2 separate regions of the Mus musculus genome follow, and region 1 is linked to region 2. The links are chromatin contacts, called in public HiChIP or PLAC-seq maps. All regions are on one chromosome and are shown on one strand. Each heading gives the region's core, a stretch centred on a gene start, on an enhancer-like site or on the middle of the called end of the contact. The rest is flanking DNA. Distances are from core to core; before and after follow the strand shown. Region 1 has its middle 31 kb from the start of Gm6936. Region 2 has its middle 110 kb from the start of Gm4802.

Region 1 (6,512 bases), core at 1,200-3,699, 490 kb after region 2:
ATCTCTATGTCCTTTCTCAATCGCTTCCACTGGCTCCATTCTTCTTCTGTCTGATAACTTGAGTTGACATCCTGGCCTTCCCTTGTCTCAGAATCTAAGTATATGAAGACATTTCGACATCAGCCTTTGCTTTGCCTTAGTCTTCAGGAATTTCCTGATTTAAATTCCCAGGAAACACAGTTTGCTGGGAAAAAAAAAGAGTTATCTGTGTTTAGGTCACAGACTCTTTTAAAATTATTTATTTCTATTTAACAATCACTCTTTTAAAGCAAACGAATAGACAACCAAACAACAAGCTCAGACCCCAGCAATTCAAGCCCAAAAGAAAAGGCAGTTCAGCAAGGCGGGGCATTCGCCTGCATATTCTAGTGTAAATGTCAACCTTTCCTAAAGGATCAATTAAAATCAGAAAACTGAGAGTACCGTAGGAGATGGAATGCTCTAAGAAGAAAGTGGAATATTATATTTAAATCCACATTCAAACATATCCACAAAGCCATTTCTCTCCAAATCAATATATCAACATCTTCGATAATTCCTCTAGCAGACTACTATTTCCAGGTGGGTGCCTTATTTCTATAATACTTTTTTCAACCTCTGCTACTGTTGAGCTACAAGCTGGCTGTCTCAGGACCTCTAGGAGTTGAGCCTGAACCAAATTTCAAGCAATTGGGCACCCTAACAAAAGTGGTGCTGTTTTCTATCTTAACACTGTATTGTTATGGAGTTGTGTGGGTTTTTTTTTTTTCTGCATCTTTTTAAAAGTGGGAAGACTCAGGAATTATTCTTTGTTCAATAATAAAGGCTTAGGAATATATCTGTTTCTGTGGTCAGTGCCTACTGCAATCTGCATTGGAAAAATCGGGCTGTGCATGCTCTGTGGGGTTCTGAACCCTACTTATTGTCAGTTTCTCACCAAGTCACATTTTTCATTGATTCTTATTTTTTTTAACACATTCTCCACTGCCGCCAAGTTATTAACTAATTTTTTTTATAACTTAGAATGAAAAGGGGGGGGGGAGACCCAAATAAGCAAACAGACAAACAAGACTGAAGCTCCAAAAGCCTTCTGTACCTAATCCGAAGCCAGTAGGCTAAGACGATGCCTCTGGCATGGTCTCAGCTGGCAGATCTGGCATGTTGGTGAAACTTGGATTTTTCAAGATTCTGTAGATTTTTGAGAGAGGGACCCACCTTGGAAATGACCCCTGAACTCACCAGGTAAGTCAGACTAGCCTCAAACTTGCAATCCTTCTACCTCAGTCACCTGACCTCTTGGATTTACAGGCATGTGTCATTATAGCAGGCTCTAGTGGAAACGTTTTAATTCAAGATCTTAAGGAATCTAAGGTGAACTTTCTCTTGTCTTTAAGATGCCAGCAAATACCAATTACGAGCGAGATTTAATTTCCCTTTGGGTGTATGACACAACAATTATCTCTGTGAGTTTGAAAAAAAAAATCCTAACCCAGAACTCTCTGGGTTCATACCAGATAAAGCCCTCAGGAAAAGTTGCCATGGCTGGCATCATGCCCTGACATTCATGCATGATTCAGCACCTCTAGACGACGATTTGGGGCAATCTGTTTTTCCACCCAAGCCAGACTCTTATCTTGCTAGAAGCTGCGGGGATCAGAATCCCAGCTCTCACAGATGGCTGCTTCCTGTGCCACCCATCACCTAGAGACATCCAGAGGCTGCTGCTGCTGGTGCTTCTCAGCCTTCCAGGGGCGTTGGAGGATGGGACGGATCCGGGTGATTGATGCCTGCTTTCTTGCTGATAGAGCCTCTGTTTATAGGTGGGATTAGACTGAGAATTCCTGGGTCAACCACCCACAGATTGTATCAAAAAATAATCAATCCCGTTTGACTGTCTTAACATTTTGGCTATTTTAGTTGTTAAGGCAACCAGATCTGATGAAGTGTTCACTCATCAATTTGATGTTCTGCAATTGTCTGTCATGATTCTGGAGTTGCGGGGATGGGACTGGGGGGAGGTAAAAAAATCAACTGTCAAAATAGTCAATCCAAAACAGTCAATTCTGTCACGAATTTCTCCCTGACACCAGAGATCAACGCTTCTTCCTCCCACGACTTCTTTTTTTCCACCTCCTCCCTTTGGATGCATCCCTCCCACAAGCAGCTTCTCTGCGGTCCTGATGTTGGTAAGCAGGGCAGAGCTGAGGTATTTTAGGTTTGCCATGGCTTACATTTTCCTAAAAGGGTTCCCCTTCCTTTGCTTTGATGCTGATTTTGTTTTTACTAGTGAGCAGCCCTAAAAACATGGGTATATTGTAGATACAAAATATGTTTCTATTAAAGGGGGAATTCAAAAAGACATGTCCTTCATTTTTCTCTTTCAAGATGCATTTTGCTTTCAGGGTGCATGGTTCCAAAGCCAGGGAGAAGCGGCTGGCTTACACAATCCCTTCCTGTCCCTGAGCCTGCTCCAACATCCTTGGAACAGAAGGGCTCTGAATCTGGCCTTGGTGTGAGATGTGGCTGGCTTTCCAAGTTGAGAAATGCGTTCGTAATTACTTTTTATTGCTCTCTCCATTGACTTTGCAGACTCACCAGAACTGGATTGTATTCTACCACACAGTGACCCCCCATCTCAGCCTGACTGCTAATTTAACCCTGGCTTTCTTTCTCCAGAAACATTTGACCTTGTGCAAGAATTTGGCATGGTCTGCTCTCCTCCCACGTCCCAGTAAGAGCAGCATTGGTCTGAGATCATTAGCATGAGTAGGCAGCACTGCAGACTGCCGCCCGCCAGCATAGGGCTCCAGCTGGTACAACAGTACCCCCTTTTCTGGGCAAAAGGGCAGTGGCCACTGTTTGCCAGGAGACCTTGTCCAACATTTTGCTTCAAGATGGTGCTGCCAGCAATGTAGACTGAGCCAATTTGCTCCTTCCTTTGATAAAATGTATAGAAAAAAAATGTAGACTCAGTGAATCATCCTTGGTTTATATACCGAAGCCTGTATTTCAAACACTTCTGCTGATTTTTTTTCCCCAATGAAGAAGGATACACTGTGTTAATTAAGAATCTGGAAAGGGTCACTAGGAAACTAGGAGTTCCTTAACCCACTTAAGAGAACAATCTTTGCAATCATTTAAGACGCCCATGTCTTCCTTCCGTTCATAAGCTGATTACATGCCACTTTTATCTCCCCATTAATTAAGCAGCCAAGGACAAATACTGGATAAGATTTCATAAGGGAAATATTGTCATACAAGTTCTTAAAAATAGTACTTCTTCAGGTCTTCAGGAAGGAATTCATAGTTTCGTGTTTTCTTTCACTCAGCTCCCTGAATGATTCAGGTTTCACATAAGCCTGGGAATATACATACCTAGAGCTTATAAGCTATGTCTTCATAAAATGCATTTGTTGACAGGGATTTGGTACAGACCTAGAAATGCATTAGGTTGAGATGGTAACATAAACAGTGGCCAGAAACCTCAACTCTAGGCATATACAGTACATTCAATGCAACTCAGTACACAAAAGGAGATATATATATGTATACATATGTGTATATATATGTAGATAGATAGATAGATAGATAGATAGATAGATAGATAGATAGATAGATAGATACATAGATAGATACATAGATAGATACATAGATAGATACATAGATAGATACATAGATAGATACATAGATAATCCTTTCCATTACTCTCTTTATTGGGAAAGGGAGAGAAAACATTTATATGGGTAGCAACTGTATAAGCTAAAGGTCTAAGGCCTTCACTTGAGTTACTTTGTGGTCAGAGTGACAATGCACCAACAAGAAGTCCCTTAAGAAAGGAGGGGTTTGCTGAGGTTCATCGTTTCAGTGAGATTTAGAACCATTTTTGTCAGACTGCATAGCAGTGAGCTCCACTGCCCATGGCAGCCCGAGCATGCAGCAGGGCTGCTTACCTCTTGACAGATCAAGAGGCAGAGAGGAAGAGGCCTGAATCAAGCGTAGGTAGGACTTTCAAAGACCCACCTCGTAAAGGTCTGTAAAGCCTTCAGAATAGTACTGTTGGGTGAGAACAAAACATGTGCCTAGGAGAGGGGGCATTTCCAGTGCAAATGATAGATAGTGTCCCCTAAGTGTTAGAGGAGACAGATCTAGAGCCAGGGCTCCTCTCCCTCGCCCCCATCTTTTCTTATTATTATATGAATTAGAAACCAGAACAACTTTTCTAGTAGTGAGATATCCCGCCCCCCCCCCCCCCCGCCAGCCCTCTTGCCCTATTTTGGAGGACTTCAAAACTTAAGGACTTTCCTTAGCTTAGCAAAGATATTCAGTACTAAAGCATATGACTGTAGCCAAGAGTAGATGGCATGGGGCGAGCGCTTGCCTTATCTTTAGAATTGTTGTGATTTTTCTTAAGATTTGGAGAAAATCATTGCATCTCACTGAATCCTTCCCTGGAATCTCACTGAATCTCATAACTGGGGATGACAATGCCAATCCTACCAGTTGCTGTCACATCCATATCAAACTATGCAACTGCAGCGTTCCCTAAAGTACCTCAAAACAGTGATCCCGTTCAGTCTTCACCCTCAACTCCATGGTGTCTCCCATTTTACCAAGCAGATCTCTTTCCACCTATGCTTCTCCATGTTAGCAAAATCATGATAATTGGTGGTTATGTTAATGGCTCTGAGGTTCCCCAGAGGTTCTGTGTCATTACAGAGAAAGCTACATGCTTTTCACAGAACCAATGTTATGTGTAACCAATTATAGTTTCCTTCTTCAAAGATCTATTATCCGTGAACCTTGGGTTGGGTAAAAACAAAATATCCAGTTAACAAAAGCAATATTTTCCAGGTTATTAAGCATAAAAGAAAATTTGAGGAAAGGCTTTACTTAAACTACTAACTGGAACCCAGAAGATTTTCATAAATGCCCTCCTAGGCCTTCTTTCTATTTTGGACTTTGATAATAAGTAGAAAAAGAGACTAAGAATTGTTAATATGTAGAAAACTGAAATCCATATATGATAGCTCTCAGGGAAAAAAGAATTGTAATTAAGTCTTAAAATTAATGACTACAATATGGTCTTTTTTAAGTGTAGCTATGTGCAATATCAAAAACATAGGAAATAATAAAATTAACTTCTAAACTGTGTTATCAGGCTTTCAATGCTGTGATAGAATATATGATACAAACAAATTAAGAGAGACTGTTTTGTTTTGTTTTGTTTTGTTTTGTTTTGTTTTGTTTTGTTTTGTTTTGTTTTGCTCTGTGATTTCTGAGACTTTGCCTATTGAATACAGGAACGATCTGACATAGTAGAAAAACTTGCATCTTGGTGGCCAGGAGGCAGAGAGAGAGGAGCCTGTGCTGTTTGGCTTTCTCCTTTCCCCTTTTATCCCATCTGGCCCCACCCTGTCCATTCAGCTCATATTCAGGGCAAGTTTTTCTTTTAGTTAATCTTCCCTAGAGATGTCCTCATGGATGCAGCCGATATTCGCTTTACTAGTCTCCCAAGTGCTTCTCGGCACAGCCAAGTTGATAGTCGCAATGCACCATCACAAGTACCTTCCATGTAGATTTTAAAATGTATTCACATTTTGTTGTATTTTGTGTGTGCTTGTGTGCTTTTTAAGAAAAAGGGAAAGTCAAATTTCTATGCCTATCCTCTATTCCCTTCATCCTTAAACCACCACCCCCCCACAGGGCCACTCTTAAGTTGATCATAATCCTTGTGATGGTGTAGACACCCATGATAATGTATAGGATAATTAGGTGAGGGTTCACGCTTTAGCCGGGGGATATCACGTGTACCCCACTTAACTTATCTGCTTCACCCAACATTTTGCAATCCAAAAAGTAATTATCAGCACACAATTTACTCAATTCATTCTTCATCCCTATGGGAATCACAGATTTCCTAGATGAGAGGAAACCACATGTTCCAGTTTGGTAGATATTGCTAGTCACTTCCAAACTGACTGCATTGAATTATGTGCCTAGCATCATGTATATTTTCATGTGATAATAGCCATGGTCTTGCCTTTCTGATATGCTGGCTGTTTCTAATGTAGGCCCATTTTTATATAATGATTTGTAAGTAATAAACATTATATATGTAATACCATGATAGTTATATGCATAGAACATTTTTCCCCAGTATTTAGGTTGTAGGTTTGATTAGTTCATACATGCTGATCTCCTTTAGCTTGAATGTGGTTGGTTTTCCTTTGTAGACAGCCATGGCTTTAGAGCCAGAATGCACGTACTAATGGCCTCACCAGGCCTCTGTCTTTTATGAGGGCTGTAATGATTAATGCCTCATAGACTTTTCATGAGAGTCATCTGAGTTAGTATAACTTATGCACGCAGAACATCACAAAATGTATAGGATAGCACAATAAATATTGGCTTAATATTCTTATTATGATGCTATTTTACAGCTTGTTCTTTCCCTGCCTTATGAAAGGAGTATTTCTTTCCCCTCTTATAAAAATATTCTCTTAAACTTTCTATGGCACATTTCAAATTTCAGT
Region 2 (7,034 bases), core at 1,732-4,231:
CACTAAGAGATTCACAATACACTTTATTATTTGGGTCCTTGTAACCTAGACATGGTGCACACCAGGCACATCCTCTACTACTGAGCTATATCCCCAGCATGGTAGGGTTCTGAATGACTGCCATGAAGTACTACGCTCTTGTTCACATATCCAAAGTTAAAGAGCAGACTTCACAGTTACCTTGCTCCTGCAGAGTGCCTGGGCTGAGAACATCTGTTACTGCCAAATGCCTGGAGCCTAAACACAGTTCCAGAAGTGAATCAGAATTGTAGAAGTGAGGTGGGAAAATAACTGGTGGAGGCAGTGCTCTGTGCTCACCATTCCTGGCGCATCATCTGACATCCACATTTTAAATTCAATGAGACATGATGTTCCGGCACTTTAATTCAATCAAACCCATTGTCCCAGTTAGTCATCTTTCTTACAACACACGTGTTGTATTACAATGTTTATATGGTACTTCACCTTTGATATCTTTCCCTGCTGCTCTGCCCCCATCTCTCCCATGGCTGGGGCTATCTCTGTTGTTTCATGGTTCCCAGACTCCCGGACAGCAGGGGTTAAAAAAACAGGGTGGGAATAAAGGAAAGAGACGGGGGGGGGGGGGGGACGGGACGGGACATGGGGACGGGGACATGGCATTCAGTCAGACTAAGAACTGAAACTCATCAGCAGAATGTGACTGTCATCTGGCTACTGGGCTAGCTCCAGCTCTTCCCTTTTTATTTAATCAACAAACATATCTAAAAAACCAAATAAGAAACAAGACAGCAAGTCCATTGGAAAGAATCAGAAAGACTGTGGAGCACACAGTTAAAGACTTATAAAAATGGCAGATAAAGTAGAATAGACTGCCATTCCGAGGAACAAAAAGCCGTTCCAGAAACTGGAATTCAGGTTAGCAGCTTGCTTAGACTTGACAACCCCAATTCAAGTCCTTAGTGTCTAGGACTGTCATGCCAGACAGACAATCTATTTCTACTCCCATTATTTGCTTTGAGTCTTCAGAATTTTTCAGTCTGACCCCAATCCATGGATTCATTGTTGCTTTGACATTGGGGCAACAGTGAGGACTTAGGTAAAGTGTGCCTTCCTCTTACTGCTCAGTGACAATACATCTCTTCCCATTCACCACACTGGCCCTGCCCAGGGAAGGCAGCCAAGTCTACCTAAGCACACCCTTCCATTCCTGTTCCTGTGTCACAATCACAGTGGAGAATAAGCCTGGTGAGAGGCAGGACAGGGGCTAGCTCCTGTCTCCATTCCTCTTAGTAATTAGTAAGCCACTGTTGCTGCCACAGTGGCCTCACGCTTCTGACTTCACCAACTCTTAGTTCCCTTCAAAAGCCCACTCTTGCAAAGATTGTTAGTGTATGATTTGGGGGATTCCATTTCCAACAAACAAGTAGACTTCGGAGGTGTGTGGTCAAACCGTCCTCACTCATTAGACACATATGACAGATCAGACTATCTCACCTGCAGGATTCAGTTTAGTAAAAGCACCATTCTCTCTGAGGTGGTGAATCGTTTTTAAATCAAAGCACCAATAACAAATCTTTCAGGCAATAGCTGGAGATTGCAATCAATGTGCTAACAGAATTATGTGTTAATTTCCTAGAAGGGAGATGCCCAAAATGGCTACACAAAGACGGTTTTACAGCTTATTCATGAGAAAACTACACACATGCTGACCTACCCGCCCAGTTACACCTTCCTTGAGAGAACCAAAGAGGGCAGTTTTGCTTGAGTAGTTTAAGAGACAAGAGCAAGAATGGGGTCAGTCTGAAGAGGCCCACTCATGCCTCAGGATGCCAGGCTTCGTTACTGAAATAACAGTCAGAGATGCCAAATGGAGGGGTGACATCTGGTTCAAGGAGAATAAAGGAAGTGGAACATGAATGATCCCAGCAAGAGCAGCAGCCCTCAGCCTCTTCCACCAAGGCTCTGCCCCCTTCTCTGCCTATTTTTCTACCTAACAACTGACCTCATCCAATATATTCTATATTTCACTTCGATTGGTTTGCTTCCCCTCCTGAGAAAGCAGGCTCATACCGGGAAGAGATTTGTGTCTGTTTTGTCCATTGTTCTGTCCTTAGCACTGGAGCGTGGTGCTCAGAAAGGGAAGTATTGAGTTAATGTACTATCCATTTTCTGACTCTATAAGGTGATAGGAAGTTCCTCACTGCGCCTTTCTTACAAAGCAGGGCTGTAGGCCTGCATGTGACCTGTATGTAACATAGATCTGGAGACTGATTCAAACAGTCTGAACTGAAGGTGAGGAAGCTTGGGATCCGACCATGTGGAATAGAATCCTAAGCCTTCTGCACGCAAGCTTGCTGTGTGAGCTTGACTTAGGGACACCCATGCAGAGCAGACGTGCATGTGGTGGGGGGTTTGCATTGTTGCACTTTAAGAAAGGCAACTTACCTCCTGTGTTTGAAGTAACCTCTCACATTCCCTCGAGTCTTCACAGTCATTTTATGAGTTCACATAGTTCAGTGGACTCTTGTTTGGTGAGGGAGTTCTCCCAGAGAGACTGCACTGGGTGGCCCCTATCAGAAAGAGAATGACATATATCTTCCTTGGCTATTTCATTCTTTCAGTTGATTTTCCAGTTGGCAAATGTTTGGCAGCTTTGTTACCAGTGTGTGACCTGAGGTCATGGTTTCTTACAGGCATGAAATCTGCCAAGCAACATGGACTCGCAGCTCCAGCACAATCCAGAGGTCCAGAGAGAAATATGAAGGGTGGAGAATGGTATAAAACAGCAGATTTATCAACTGTTTGGGAAAGCCATTCTCTGCAGTATGACTGGACACTACCCGCCGCAGGGAGCACTTCCGGTCTGAAAGGGTGTGTTGGGAAACCATGAAGGTTTCTCTGACTTTGATTTCCTTGAGCAGCAGGCACAGGCTCTATGTCCTCAGGCTCTTATGCTTTCTGTTTGGCTCTATTCATATCCAGAGCTTGTGGAGAACAAAATGAGAGCCAGCAAACTGCAAGAAGAATTGGAAAGCTATTTATACCATCTTTATCTTTTCACACGTAGTGTTTGCAGCACTTTCCGAAAGATGCCTTCCTGTGAGAGGCTGAGTGAGAACAATGTGTAAATGAAGTGACTGGGAGAGGCTCAGAGTGGCTATCCCACCAGCAGACTGTACAGGATGCTCACTAATTAGACTGGGGACATTTTGACTCTTGTTTTCTGGTTATTCTCTCTCTCTCTCTCTCTCTCTCTCTCTCTCTCTCTCTCTCTCTCTCTCTCTCCAGGCCACTGAGGATTCCAAGTGTCAGGTATCAATAAAAAATATGAAAGAGGCATCTCTGAACTGTCTAGATGTATCCTCTATACCCACTCCTGGTCTTCAGCAAACAACTGGAGAAAGAGGGGCAGAAATAGGGATTCAATGTACCCCTGAACTAATGATATGGCCATTCATTTACATTTCAATGTTATACCTTATTTTCTACCTTTACTTTCTAGTTGGATTTCCTAATAAAAGAGAGATTCTCTTGCTCACATGCTAATGCCTAGTGGCCTCCTTACATATAGTAGGTAGATACATTGTGGTGTTGAGCAGAGAGACTAGGTGTCACTGCCTAGTCCTCTCACATTGCAAGAATAACTTATCCAGAAGGAAGGGAAATCTGTGTGGGCACACATTGTTATAGATCCCTTGACAGCACAGGGCCAGGCAGTGTGGGTCTCAATTCTGGTTCTTGAGACTGAGTTGTTAGAGACGTCAAAACCTCCTTCCCATGCAGCAGGAGGCACGGTGTTGATAAGAAAGCAGGGCACTTCAAAAGCATCATCTTGGGCTAATTAAGATGAAATGAACTGCTTGCATGGCTTTTATTACTAGATAAGTGGTTCTTCTTTTCTGAGATGAGTCTGTCTGACACTTACTTAGAGCATATGGGGTCTATCAAAGGCACTGAGGAATGAGCCCATGGTGTACGTAGCTAAGGAAACACCCAGAAAAAAATGAAAGCTTGCTACTCTGTCTTCCGCAGGGTGAGAAAGCTGCCATGCTGAAGGAGTAAACTGATGCTTGTTAATGCCTGGGTTTTCCTTTTATTTTCTCATTGATTATTCGTATTGTTTTCTTCTTTAAACACATTCATTATGAAGAATATCAACAACAACAACACTATAATTTGGGAGGAGAGGGTATTGTCCCAAAGAATGCACTACTTTCCCATTGTATCTCCTCTTTGTTTCTTCATTACAGTTTGGAATGTGCTGTAATGAGGTGTGCTTCTTAATTATGTCCAAGTGTCTGCTTAGAGTAGAGCCATTCAACGTGAAATGATTTTCTGACGTCAAGTCAAAAAACACTGATTGAGTGACCTACTTTGTGGAAGATATTAGGGTAGGCCATATAATTTGAAAGCTACACTACAAGGACATCCACATCTCTTCTTTCAGTACATGTTTCGTTTAATTTTGTATTTTAGACAAGATTTTACCATGTAGGCTAGACTGGCCTCAAACTCACTATGATAGCCCAGGCTAGCCTCAAATGTGCACTTCTCCTGTATTTTAGTTACTTTTGTGATACAGAGATGAAAATGCATGACAGTAGGCAGGGGCAGCTCTGTCCACTGTGGTAGAAAATTGCACAAGCATTTTGTAAACAGGATAAGAGAGAATATTCAGAGAAAATGTGACTAGAAGTAAGAGTAGGTAGATACAGAGAGACTCTCTTGTGTGCTATATGGAAGCATTATCTGTCAATAAAAAAAGCTGGTGTCTTATTAGCTTAGAAAGGAAATAAGAGGTGGGAGTTCTGGCAGGGAGAGAGGATTCTGGGATAGAGTTGGGCTTAGGAGGAGATTCACCTCAAACTCTGAGGAAGATGGTTACATGAACCTGAGGAGAGGTAACTAACCATATACTGAGACTTAGAATAAACAAGATAAGAGTCATAAGCTAACAAACAAGCCAAGCCTCAGGTGTAGGCAATTACTCATAAATAATTCAGTCTTCAAGTCATTATTTCAGGACCTTGGGCACAGACTCCACTAAAGGATCTACAGCCTTCAAAACAGTGTACAGCCTGGACCTAAACATTTGAAATAGAAAACCTGAACCTAAACATTTGAAACATGAGTTGGTGGGGACCATTCCAAATCCAAACCATAAACACCTTGCCTTATTACGTGACTGCCTGAATGCTGTGATTGCTGGCCTGTGCCATCACGCTTGGGCCGACTTTCTTTATATTAGCATGTGGTTTTGAACTGTTAAAGGTCAATGCTAGGTCCATTCAGTCTATCCCTTTGTATCAATAAGAATGGCCCTTGAACTATAAGGCAGGGTGTTTTGTGACAACTCACAGGTGTCCCTTGGGAGGGCGGGAGGGGGGCGAAATCTCAGTTTAAGAAGAATACAAATATAGGTTTCTTTTCTTAGTAAAGTTCTCTGAGAAGAGTCTAAGGTCACTCACTGTGGGAGGTACCAAGTATGACCTGGATCCAAAGCCGTTCCATGACTTCTCCATATTGTTCACGTGTCTCACTTCTTCAGTTTGGAAATTTGTCTTCCTTTGTTTCTCTGATGCCAAGGAAAACTGCTATAAATCAACAAAAGATTAGGAACTTGTAAGTGTCCCACAGGGAAACATAGTTCCTATGTGTCTACTCTTCTGCTGCTGGTTTTCAGCCATGGCTGTTGATTTGAGAAGAACAAAAGTATGTCTTTCCTGTTGAGTCAGAATCCTGGGTCCATGCATTCTTTACATTTTACAAATATATTCCAAAACATATTTAGGAAGAGGGATACAAATATTGGTTAACTGAAGGAGACTCATGAAATTTATTGAGAGCCTAGATAGATTCCGTAATGGTAAAGTGAGTGTTGTACAACCACAGAGACCTGGGTTTGAATCCACAGAACCTAAGCAAAAGTTAGGCAAGATTGTTTGCGCCTATAACCCCAGAACAGGAAGACAGAGACAGGTGGCTCCCAGGGGCCTCCTTGGTCAGCCATTCTAGCTGAAACTGTGGATTCATTGATAGAACCTGTTCAAAAGACTCAAAATACAAATGGGGCAGTGGGTAAAGGTACTTGTTACTTGTGCCTGGAGACCAGAGTTCTGCCCCTGGAATTCACATAAAAGTAGAAGGATATGCCTATGTCAGAGGAACAGAGAGAGACAGAGACAGAGAGAGAAGAGGAGGGAGATTTTTCATAAGGTAATACCCATTAAATGTACAAGAATATGCAAACAAAATTTTGGAAGCGAGACCCTCAGGCTCCAGTGTAGGGCTGATACAGAACAAAGACAGTTTGAAAAGGAGGACTGGGTGGAGAGTCACTCTGAGGACGTCTCCAGCACAAAGGGTTCTAAGAAAAGATTCCTATATTGGTTAGAGCATGTATGAATGACGTGGGTAATTCTGTATGCCCTGTGGCTTCAGAGAGACAGCCCCATTGCCAGTGCTGTGGCAGATCTCAAAGGCACCGCCGGTGGAATCTGTCAGGTAACTGCACTTGTCATAGCTAAATGGCAAGTTCTTTTCTGGAAGGGACACCGAGTCACAAAGGTGGGCAAAACAGTATGTCATACTTCAGATTAAGATGTGACCCCTTTGCCACCCTGAGTAAGAGACACATCATTAATATCTTCAGTCATGGTTCACTGTGATTATAAATGAATCCGGTATTGATACTAGAACTTATTATAAACACACAGAGTCATGAATCTTTCAGTTTCATAAGCAAGAGAGGTAGAGGGATAGGCAATAAAAGCAAAAAAAAAAAAATTAAAACACAGTCCTGCCTCAGTTCCTTAAATTAACTGGTTAACCCATGTATCTATCTATGATTCAGTAACTTTAAAACTTAACACTTAACTGTGTACCATAAGAATAAACTACAGGGAGGAATGGGCTTGTTGATGGTAGAAATAACTTGGCTAAATGTACAGAGGAAAGATGTGTAAATATGGGCCAGTGACACTGGTTGCTGAGGGAAGGTTTGTGGAGGGGCGTGGTAGAAGGGAAGTCAGAGAATCAAAGAGGAAGATACA

The links. HiChIP or PLAC-seq counts read pairs in DNA pulled down with a chosen protein or histone mark.
Region 1: a contact with region 2 is called in an H3K27ac HiChIP or PLAC-seq map of heart atrium, with 7 times the contacts expected there. The contact joins two enhancer-like sites. A contact is called at or near these places in 2 of 484 Hi-C or Micro-C datasets (embryonic stem cells and nephron progenitors) and 2 of 115 datasets of contacts at active chromatin or transcription factors (embryonic stem cells and heart atrium).

Annotation. Positions count from the first base shown.
Region 1 is chr16:50,008,137-50,014,648 of GRCm38.p6, forward strand. No RefSeq gene overlaps it. Among named protein-coding and RNA genes, the nearest start is that of Gm6936, 31 kb to the left of the region's middle. Within about 2 kb of position 2,450, at least 72 of the 459 cell types and tissues checked have an H3K27ac peak or open chromatin away from gene starts, as enhancers often do. A contact at or near this core is called in heart atrium, where this site is marked.
Region 2 is chr16:49,518,835-49,525,868 of GRCm38.p6, forward strand. No RefSeq gene overlaps it. Among named protein-coding and RNA genes, the nearest start is that of Gm4802, 110 kb to the left of the region's middle. Within about 2 kb of position 2,982, at least 15 of the 459 cell types and tissues checked have an H3K27ac peak or open chromatin away from gene starts, as enhancers often do. A contact at or near this core is called in heart atrium, where this site is marked.